3 separate regions of the Mus musculus genome follow, and regions 1 and 2 are each linked to region 3. Evidence: chromatin contacts called from public Hi-C data. All regions are on one chromosome and are shown on one strand. Each heading gives the region's core, a stretch centred on a gene start, on an enhancer-like site or on the middle of the called end of the contact. The rest is flanking DNA. Distances are from core to core; before and after follow the strand shown. Region 1 overlaps Hdac9 (histone deacetylase 9). Region 2 overlaps Hdac9 (histone deacetylase 9). Region 3 has its middle 140 kb from the start of Gm23529.

The links. A called contact is a pair of places that touch in the nucleus more often than the background predicts.
Region 1: a contact with region 3 is called in a Hi-C map of the N1E-115 cell line, with 3 times the contacts expected there. The contact joins two enhancer-like sites.
Region 2: a Hi-C map of the N1E-115 cell line shows a contact between it and region 3, with 3 times the contacts expected there. The contact joins two enhancer-like sites.

The regions. Positions count from the first base shown.
Region 1 is chr12:34,268,506-34,272,027 of GRCm38.p6, reverse strand. All of the region lies in intron 18 of Hdac9 (histone deacetylase 9), which reads left to right. Among named protein-coding and RNA genes, the nearest start is that of Gm51984, 55 kb to the right of the region's middle. Within about 2 kb of position 1,722, at least 20 of the 459 cell types and tissues checked have an H3K27ac peak or open chromatin away from gene starts, as enhancers often do. A contact at or near this core is called in the N1E-115 cell line, where this site is marked.
Region 2 is chr12:34,345,525-34,349,092 of GRCm38.p6, reverse strand. The region is part of intron 14 of Hdac9 (histone deacetylase 9); the gene reads left to right. Among named protein-coding and RNA genes, the nearest start is that of Gm51984, 130 kb to the right of the region's middle. Within about 2 kb of position 1,677, at least 4 of the 459 cell types and tissues checked have an H3K27ac peak or open chromatin away from gene starts, as enhancers often do. A contact at or near this core is called in the N1E-115 cell line, where this site is marked.
Region 3 is chr12:33,591,664-33,595,288 of GRCm38.p6, reverse strand. No RefSeq gene overlaps it. Among named protein-coding and RNA genes, the nearest start is that of Gm23529, 140 kb to the right of the region's middle. Within about 2 kb of position 2,073, at least 24 of the 459 cell types and tissues checked have an H3K27ac peak or open chromatin away from gene starts, as enhancers often do. A contact at or near this core is called in the N1E-115 cell line, where this site is marked.

The DNA of each region.
Region 1 (3,522 bases), core at 473-2,972, 680 kb before region 3:
AAAAACAGATACTAGAAAAAGTAATTGTATAGCAGGCAAGGGAGATGCATGTCCATAGAGTATCCAGATATGTAGGTACTGTGTGATGGAGGTGGTTTAGTGAAAGGACCCTGTGTCATGACATACAAAGTGAAGCACAAATCATGGTCAAGTGAGAGTTAAAGTCCTGGCCTGTACTACCTACAGAAGAGAGAGGAGCTCTTCTCTAAATCACAGATGTATTGCAGGACCTGAATAGGAGAGATTATATATATATATATATATATATCTCCTTATAGATTTTCAGTTGCATTAAAATTCTGACCTTAAAGGTATGAGCATAAGACTGCTTTGCTTACATTCATCATCTAACTGTCCTAAGAGAATTGATTAAGCCTCTAGTATGTGTCAAGTCCTGAAGATAGGATGATTACAACAAGTCAACCACACTCCTATGCTTAGGGAATTTATAAAAAGTGTCATAGTATATTACTAATAAGGATGTTACAGGACAAACAGGCATAAAGTATGTGTAAAGTTCACCTTTCTGTTAGTCTAGCTAAAGTTGCCATAACAAAATAATAGAGACTAGTGGCTTAAAAAGAAAGTTATCTGTTCATAGTGTGGGAAATTCAAGATGAGAGTGTTGGCAGGTCTAGTTTTTCCCGAAGGTTCTTGCTTTGTGTTTCAGGTAGCAGTATTCTTGTGCCTTCTTTGCCCATCTGATTGTTCATATGTGTCTGGTCTAGTATCTTTTTTCCTTTAAAAAAAAAGTCAGTCATCTTGCAATACACCCTTATAATGGATCCCACCTTATGGAACTTTTCAAAGACCTTGTCTCCAAATACAGACACATTAGGGAGGTTATTGTCAGAGAGGATGACACTATTCCAACAATATGATGACCAGGTCAGACTTAGGAAATATCACAGGTCTTTTATTAACTGTTTATGTTCAAGTTGCCTAATCTCTTTAAAGCTCAGATCCTTCTCTTGCAACAGCAATTAGTCATGCACCGTGCAGTGTTAAAATGGGTAAAGTGTAGCCCTGAGGAGGCACACCAGCATTACCACTGACTTGTGAGATGCTGCCCAAAGCTATTTATAGGATGACACATTTGACTTTATTATCCTCCACTGGAACTGCCAATAAATTAGATTTTCCTTTCTGTGACCTTTCTACTCCCCCCCCCTTCTGTCTCCATGGCCAGAAACAAAACTATTAGTGTTTCTGAATCTAACCCTAAGAGTGAAGAGTTCAGAATAGAAAAATATTAAGCTTCTCAAATATCCATTAAATGAAACAAAGTAATAATTTTAACTAAAAAGGAAGGAAAAAAAAAGAAAGAATGAATTTGATTTGTAGCTGCCAGTTCACTCAACATATAGAGCTTAAGACAGAATAAGCTATTCAAAAGTTTAAAAAGAGTATTTAAATATTTAATCAAGTAGAATTACTCTAACAACCTAAAAATATAGATTTACTTTCTACGTCACCAAACCAAAATGCTCTGTGCAGATATATTTGACTCACAGTAGATAACTGTTTTAAAAGAGTCACTCTACCTGAGAGAATTCAAAGATTTAAAAGATGCTTAATTTCATTTGCAGCTAGCTGTTCTATAACATGCCTCCCAAGTCTTTTCTGTGATGAAAAACCTCTGCTTCTTTGTTGAGTCTGGTGTCTGTCAGTGGGTTTCAAAGGGCATCTGATCATTATTTAAGCTTAAACTCAATTATTCAGACATGCCCATGGCCCTAGCAGCAAGGCAGAACAGCAAAGCTCTCTGAACTGCTTAGCGCCAGGAGAGGAGTTCCATTACCCGGGTTGCAGGATGAAATGTTCAAGGTGTCGAAGCAGCAATCGTGTACCACATTATTTATGCCCACCTCACAGGAAACCCTTTTTGTTAACGGGCACAGTAGTATTATATTTAACTCCGGAAATATTTCCAAAAGAAATCAACAGGCCACATTTAGATTCTACAAAGGAGACGGTGCCTAAATTCCTTTCCTCTAAGTCATTCCCTCTCCGGTTTAAATACCATCACATCCACTCAGGACAGGTAGCTTAATCTCTATCACGTGCGGCTTTGCAGGCCATTAGCTTTGTTTCCAGGGCCAGTGATGGAGCGCTGTTCAGTGTGCTTGGAAAGCCTGCAGAGGCCCACATTCATTCAGGAAACTCCAGCCGAACTAGATCCATATGTTGCTTAAACATGGAGCTTTCTGATTGGAGGTCGTTTCTGGCTTCCAGCGTCATCGCAGATGACTCTTGTCCTTTGATGTGCTGCTAAGTAGAAAGTAATGTCAGACCCCCAAACCCAAAGCTTTGTGTGTGTGTGTGTGTGTGTGTGTGTGTGTGTGTGTGTGTGTGTGTGTTAGCGTTTACTGAGTACTTAGGGCTCCTGCACTGTATTGCACTTTCTGAACATGCTTCCTGCTCTGATGAATTTAAAGCTAACGACAACATTATGATGGGAGTGGTATCATCTCGGTTTTCCTTGGAGCTTCGACCATTGAGTGAACTTGCCGGATGTTTGAGTGACTTGAGAGTGGGAGGGTTGGTCCCTGAGGTGCATGTCATTTGTGTCAATATAGTCCCTAAGCTCTGCTTACTCTAGGTGAATGATGCTCTTAGGGGTGATAGCACTAGACAGGAATAGGAGGATTCCCTGCAATTATCTCTTTAAAAAGTATATTTGAAGCTGATAATTTCAAGTCCTGGGGGGGGGGTCTGAAAATCTCTAGATACAAATTCATCAAATGCCGTTAGACAGACACAGAGTTAGGAGCCATTCTCACTTACATGCTTTGGTAAAGTAGCCATCTTAGGGCTAACTTAAAATATAAATGCTTCAATTCCACATGCATTGCTTGGTTTTGTGTGTGTTTTCCTAAAATAAGATTCTTTATTAGTTCAGTTTGGAAAGAATGTTCTTTCTCTGTGAAATTCAGGTTTCTCAAGTCATTACATCCTGACAGACATATATGTATTCACGTTGTAGTTCCTGTCTGTTATGCAGCAATAATTTTATAGAAGATAATCCTTTCTAGTCACTAAGGATATGGTAGACAGAATAAGAAAAGAATATAAACCTTAGTTGTTTTTTTCTCCTATTCAACTCTAGTGGCTGCCTGAGGTAGAAGCTGAAATCTTGGGCACACCCCCTTGAACTTGGAGGTCAGATCCCCAAATGCCCTACCCTGGGGAGTCTCCCTGGGTAAGCTTTGATCTTGGCTACACAGGAAACAACCCAGTTAGTTCATCCAAGCTGTATTTTGCCTTCTCTACTTTAGAAAGTGTAAAACTTTCTGTAAAATTATGGCATTCCGAGGGTTGGGGTGATAGCTTGGTGGGAGAGGATTTGCCCAGCATGAACATATTTTGGGTTCTAAACCCAGCACAGCAAAATAAATAAGTCAATGAATAACTGAATATACATAAACAACACAAATATTTAAGACAGCTAGGTTTGTTTTACTCTGGCCTGGAACTTGTAAAATATTAATCCTGATCAATATTAATGATTAAAATGTTGCA
Region 2 (3,568 bases), core at 428-2,927, 750 kb before region 3:
TACTCTTATGAATCATCATGTAAATGGCTGTGTTTTAGGTGGTCTTGGGAGACCCCTGTGGAAAAAAAGCAGTTGCAACCCACAGGTTGGAAACCGCTGTTGTAGAGACATACAGCACGTACATACAGTAAATTCTTATACCTGGTCTGACTTAGTAGAAAGAAATAAAATAAAATAAAACCACAAGGAACTGTTTTAAATGTGATTCTTTTGTGAAACACAATTTTTAAACACTGACCTAGACCATCAGTAATAAGCTTTGATTTCACCACATTTTAGCTTTTAGGTAACAAAATTGAAGAATAAACAATATTTTCTTCTTTTTTATGGTCTATGGGGAAAAGACTTGAGTCTAACCCCATTTATCTTAGAATAAGTTTGATATTTCTTGCGGTCTCTCTTTAAAAAGATACTGTGTGGGCTACCATAGACTATCGGGCATCTGGTTAGTATACATACATTTTCAGTGTGCTATGGCTACATTTTGTTTGCTGATTTTATGTATAAACAGTGGTGTTTAGAGTATACAGAACTGATAGGCTACTATCTTCCTTTACATTTTTTAGATTTGTTTTACTTTATGTGCATGCATGTGTGTGCATCACAAACCTGCTTGTTGGGTCCCCTAGAACTGAGGGTATGATGGTTATGATGGTTATGATGGTTATGGTTACCATGATTATGAGTGTTGGGAATCTAACCTCCACCCTCTACATAAACAAGTGCTCTTAGCTGCCGGTGACGTGGCCAGCCCCAGCCTGGTATCCTTATTTACATTTTATCCTAAGGGGGAAAGTACACTGTTTGGATAGTGACAATTAATGCTTTTGTTGTTGTTCTACACTTTGTTGGAGGAAAAGAATCCTACATTAGAGCTATATATATGTCTGTATTTAAAACCAATCATATTCAGTAGCTGCTATCACATGATTTTTTGTATGACATCATATACTGTATTGTTTTTACATATTTAATGTGGTTTTGCTATTACAGTTTTACTTGATAAAATTTGCATAACATAAACACTAATATATTTTTAAATAGCAGCTAATAATGAGCACAAAGAAACAGACAATAAGTTAAGATGATATCATTTTTGACACACATGTGTTGCAAGGATAGATGGACAGGGACCTTTGGCATATTTGCATATTTCTGTTCCCTGCTTTGCAGTTTTTTTCCCAGTACATATTTTACTTTTAAAAAGAAAAGTGAAATTACCTCATTGTCCTGGGAAGGAAAGGAGATAGGGAGAGGGGAAAGGAGAGAGAGAGAGAGAGAGAGAGAGAGAGAGAGAGAGAGAGAGAGAGAGAGAGAGCGCCCTGCTTGTGGCCCAGCTGCCGTACACCCTGAGGCACTTTCCAGCAGGGGATGCTCACAGAGCAGACAGTCTGTGTGCTGTGGACACATTTAAGAATGACAAGAAATGTGCACTGTAAAAACACTTTAATGACTTTATTCAAAATACTCTGTTCATAGGCTTTAGAAGTAGCCCAGCCTCTGATACCAATCAATAGTATATGTAAAATTAAGGACTCACTCAATGAGTCATTTGCATCTTGCCGTTTGCCTTAAAATGACACTTTGCAAACCACAGTACATATGTTGCTGTGCATCAGTGAGGCGAACCCATAACTACTTTGACGAACAGAATCAAAGTAAAGTTAAATTGCTTAAAGCCCAGATTTAGGGAACGAAATTGAGGGTTGTAAACTAGTAGCCAACTAAAGCAAAACAGCCTGGAATGCCGGGAACCAATTGCACACATGAGGTCCAAGCAAAACAGATTGAATTGCTCGTGCTGTAATAAATTATAGATTTCACATTTGTATTTTGCAAGTGAGCACAGCAGCAAGTCAAGCACGTGGAAATAGAGACCAAAAGATGTCTTTTCCAATTCAGCCACACCTGTGACTAACAGGTAGAACATGCAAAGAGTTGGGCAGACAAGACTAAACTATGCCAACACTTGGAGACCAGAGTGCCACTGCAGAGGTAAACCATGGCTGTGGCAGGTGAAGGGTTAACTGTCACAGATGACTTAATGAATGTGATGCTTTTCACCCCTTCCTTTGTCTCTCTGTTCTCACAAGAAAACCCACACCACATTTAGCCTACACCCAAGGGGCTATCTCATTTTCTTCAGGGTTAATTTTCTCTCTTAACATAATGAGATAAATGACTCAGTAGGGCTAGTATCCTGGGAATGTTCAGAGGGCATGAAATGGTCACAAAATGGTTTATCTCCAACCTTCATTAGCCCATGAGATAACTGATTCTGGATATCCTATTTACTTACAACAATGAGGGACTTCTAAGGGAAGAGAGTTGCTGCCACAATGATGGAACTTGGCCTCCTGTTTCAGAACAGAGACTCACAAATCCCATTGGTGGGTCAAGACTGTCCAGAGTGAGAGGATGGGCTGATTTATGCTTCTAAGGTGTCCTGGAGTGTATCTGCCCTGATTGGTTTCCTTGATCTTGACATAAGTCACTTTGGAGTCAAGATAATGAATGTTACATTGAAGAGGCCCTCTGCTCTATGCAAATGGAATCTTATCTTCAAAGAGGGCAAATGCTTGAGAGAATTTCTTAGTGATTTAGAAGTATTACAAAAGGAAAATATTTTTGGATATTCATCCCTGACTATGTCTCATTTACTCTCACTTGAATAAGCAATGAAGCAAATCTATTAAAATAGTTTTAAATTTTCTTGCTTCTTCTTCTTCTTCTTCTTCTTCTTCTTCTTCTTCTTCTTCTTCTTCTTCTTCTTCTTCTTCTTCTAACTTTAGATTGTTATTAGTGGAAAGATTAATATGTATAATTAGCAACCTAAGTGCTGCTTCATATTTATTCTAAGTCAAAGAAGTCACACAACTTGAGACTTCTTGGCCCTGTATCTGTAGAACAAGGTGACTGTAAGAAACTCAGTCCTGAAACTAAATAAGGTTCATTGATGTAGGAAAAAAAATGATGATACCAGGTGCAATGCATTTGTAGGTGTGCATGAATCTAACAGTCAAGTTAGATGAAAAACATGTTATGTGTATACAGGGATGCTCTGGGATGTGTCTCTATACAGGGATGCTCTGGGATGTGTCTTTATACTGGGATGCTCTGGCTTATATCTAGATAGAGGGATTTTTTGGGATGTGTTTGTACAGGAATGCTCTGGGTTTGGGGCATTAGATGTTGAACGCAAATACAGACTTTGAATTACATCTTGTATTTCCCTAATTTTTTCTGCTGTGCCATTTTTCCAAAGCCTTTGTTGGCTGGCATAGTACATATTTGTTCGACATCTTTGTAGATTGATTGGAAAGAGTAAAAGCAGTCTGTTGGCAGGATGTAGTGACACTTTTCAGCAGTGAGGACTTGGGAGCTACAAAAGAGTGAGCAGTTTGTGACAGTCTCTCTGCTTCTTTCATCCTAGTGCTGATGTGTAGAATGCACCAAGTTTAGAGATGCAGATGGGTCAGGTCTTTGTTCTTTGGCATTCAAAACCTAGATGGAATGAGTGACTTATAACTGTAGCCTGAACATATCCTCACCTGAACTTTAACTGCAG
Region 3 (3,625 bases), core at 824-3,323:
GGCACAGGTAAGGAGAGTTTCGTCCATTCAGTATTCAAGCAGCCCTAGTTTTAACAGGAGCTTAAGTAAAAACAGAGAGGGACATCCAACACAAAAATGTTTAAGTTTAGGACCCTTGGGTTTTTGCTTTTTTGTTTTTTTTTTTATAAGAAACCCTGATGAGTATTGCTATGAGTAAATTATAACTATCTATAATATTAGATATGTTATCTATTACATATAACATGCATTAAGTTGTATATATGCATATATTCTATGTCACCTATATATTCTCTGTATTAGTGTGTATCCTTGTTTCTACTCGTGGAGAATCGTTTTTATTATATTTAGGATCATAAACAATACATCAAAACCTGTAAAAGGTATTGAAATGTCAATATTCAAACCCGACTAAACACTCGATGCAAAGAAGATGCAATTAAAAGCGATAAGCGAATAAAAATCTACAATAAAATTTGAATAAGGAATGCACAAGGACAACGTGAAGAAGATTGGAAACCTGAAATAGCAAATTCTAAGAAGGTTGCATTTGGAGCCCCATTTCATTTACATTAAATGAGTAAAGTGGAACTGTGGGAAGCAGGCTGCCCTCGGTGATTTCAGAGTGGTTTTAAAAGTCACTCTCGGCTGGGTGTGGTGGCACATGCCTTTAATCCCAGCAATCGGGAGGCAGAGGCAAGCAGATTTCTGAGTTCGAGGCCAGCCTGATCTACAAAGTGAGTTCTGTTCTAGGACAGCCAGGGCTATACAGAGAAACCCTGTCTCGAAAAACCAAAAAAAAAAAAAAAAAAAAAAAAAAAAAAAAGTCACTCCCTTGCAGTTTCACTGAAAAACAGAAAATAAGTTGAGGAGCGTGCCAGAGTTCACAGGAAATTAGTACGTGCTGTATCCGAGGAATAAAAACTATTGGAAAGCCTTCTGTCGCAGTTCTTACTCTCAATCCTTCTAAGGGGGGAACAAATAGGTGAAAATTAAGCATGCATCTAAATTAAAAAAAAAAAAAGGTAAAACAATTCAGAGAGTACAACAAACAGAAACACTAGAGTAGCTGAGAGCAGTAAGAAAAATAAAACAGGAAATTAATTGTAAACTGAAAATTATTTGATGGTTAATTGTTTAGAAAAAAACAAAGTAATATAAAATTAGGAAAAACAAAAACAAAACAAAGAATAATAGAAAGTGCAAGTTATCTATGCGAGTAAGTGTGCACCAGTGAGCACAGGTGACAGAAGAGGCCAGAGTCTGTGGATTCCTGCAGCTGGAGTTATAGGTGGCTGGAAGCTGTTCGGTGTTCCTGGAGCTGAACTCAGTTCCTCTGCAAGAATAGTCAGCGCATGCTTTTAACTGCTGAACCGCCCCCTCTCTCACCCTCACCCCCATTATTAAATAAGGAGCTATATCCTCTTGAGAAGAGTGCTCTAGTATGGACCCGACTGTTTGATGTTGTATCCCCAGGGCATTCTGAAGCTGTAATGAAAATCTTATTTACTGGTTTTGAGTTTCCTTTTAAAATGGTGCCTGTATCTCTTAGATTTAGTGTGTGAACTAAAATAAAAATAAATTGCACTTGTCTGTTAGTGCTTAAAGCAAGGAAGGAATCTTTAGCGTATTTTGACCCTGATGTTTAATAAAATCTGCACCATTAAAAGGTCACAATGAGTCAAACGTACTCTATATGGATGCACAACAGTTACTGAATTTTATCTTTGAAACAACCTTTTAACGCAGGGGCAGTAGCCCATGAAAGTTCTGACAGTCACATTTCTCTTATTGGATGAAAAAGAGCAAGCTTACTTTTTTTTTTCCCCTGAATGCCTCTGGCCACTCCTGGAGATAAATCACACTGAACACACAACCCACCTTTCTATAGGGTAGAGTTTATTTGTGTCTTATTATTTATCAAACAGTAACTGAGGAATTTATGAATAATGAAACGCTTCTCAAAATAAATGAGGGATTCCTTTCGCTCCGTTATTAATTATAGACCCTAAACTGGACGCTTTGGTCAGGAGCGGAGGTGCTCAGAAGGAGCCGTACAAAGTGCAGGCCCTGCTGTGTGGGTAAACTGATGACTCAATTCTAATATTAGGTTGAGCCGGGCACTCGAACTCTGCCAAGCCAGCTCCACGGGGAGCCCCACTTCAGCCCACTCACGTTTCCTAATAACGTGTTCTGTTTCAACACAGCTCAAGCCGGCCCTGTTCCCCGTGGCATTTTGATGTGAAAATGAAGGCAGCGCGTACAATAATGGATTGTAGAGATTTTTTTAGGATAAGATTTTTAAAGCAGCGGGTTGAAAGGCCATGGCGGGTATTGTGACAACGGCACATAGCTATGACCTAATGAAAATTAGAAATGATTCGCCGTTAGTATCTCTCTTTTGTTGTTTTGTCACAAAATGACTCCCCCTGCATTAAGAGGAAGATAAATCAGCTGTTATTCTGAGCAGGAAGAAGATGCTGGCGGGGAGGAGGGGCACTTAGACCCGTATCCTTGTAAAAAATAGGAGTCTGAAGCAGATTTAATTTATAAACCTGAGGGCAAAGAAGTTTCATGTGACGCTGGCCATGCGTTTCTGTGTTTTGACATTAGGGATTTAAGCTATCAGGCTGGTTGAGATTTTTACGACCCCTTTAGACATGTTTATTTGAAATCTCCCTGGCTTTCCTTGGTGAACTTTAGCCATGCAAAAGAACCCCAGGGCACAGACTCACCTCTGGCAGATTTGTTTCCCATTTCTCTGCTCTCAGAACTCCAGCTCCACCAGTATTGCTACACAGATCAAAAGACCCGTGTTTATTGTCCAGGCCACATGGTGGAAAATATATCTCTGCATAAGCTCTGCATTGGGTTTCCTGCCTCGAGAAGACAAAATCCTTTCTGTTTAGAAACAAAGATTGTTCTTAGAGAGTCCTGGCCTTGCCTAAAAAGCTGTCCCGCCTAGCTGCTGGCAAACTCAGTACTGTTTCTGAATAGGGGAAAAAAAAATCATTGCTTCGGTTGTGGTTTTTTAATAACGCATCCCCCTTCCTTAGCGATCACAGCTTCAGAGGTCTTTGGAAAAGTCTCTCAGATTTCTGGACACCTTGTTCTTCCTCAGTCTGAAAAAAGTAAAAGAGTGCAGAGAGCAGGTGACTTGAATGTTTTTGCTGGATTTTGAGGGGTCAGCCACACATCAATCTCATCACTTTCTAGGTTTCTCCTCCATGATTCTGCAAGTGCTTATTCGGGGAATTAAAGAAAGTCCTTTTAATTGAGCAGATCCTGAATTAGTGCAACACCGTGGGGCATTGGGTATTACTCAGCAGCAAGGATTCAATTACCAAGGTCAACACAGATGTAGCTAAGTCCTCCAGGAACCTATTTTATCCTAAAAAGTCCACATGCAGCCACAGAGGGTTTTTTTTTTTTTTTAATTAGAATCCCTCTCTGCAATACAAACTTGTGAAAAGTGCTCCACTTTGCTACAAGAATAGGCTGTTTCTGCCAACGGCTTGAAGTGATCTAAGAATCTGCATGATAAAGCTTAGAAATCAGAAGAGACAATCTATGGACTAGAAAAAATTCCCTATATACCATGTATGTGACAAAAAATTCAAAGCCAAAATATTTCAGAAATTCACCC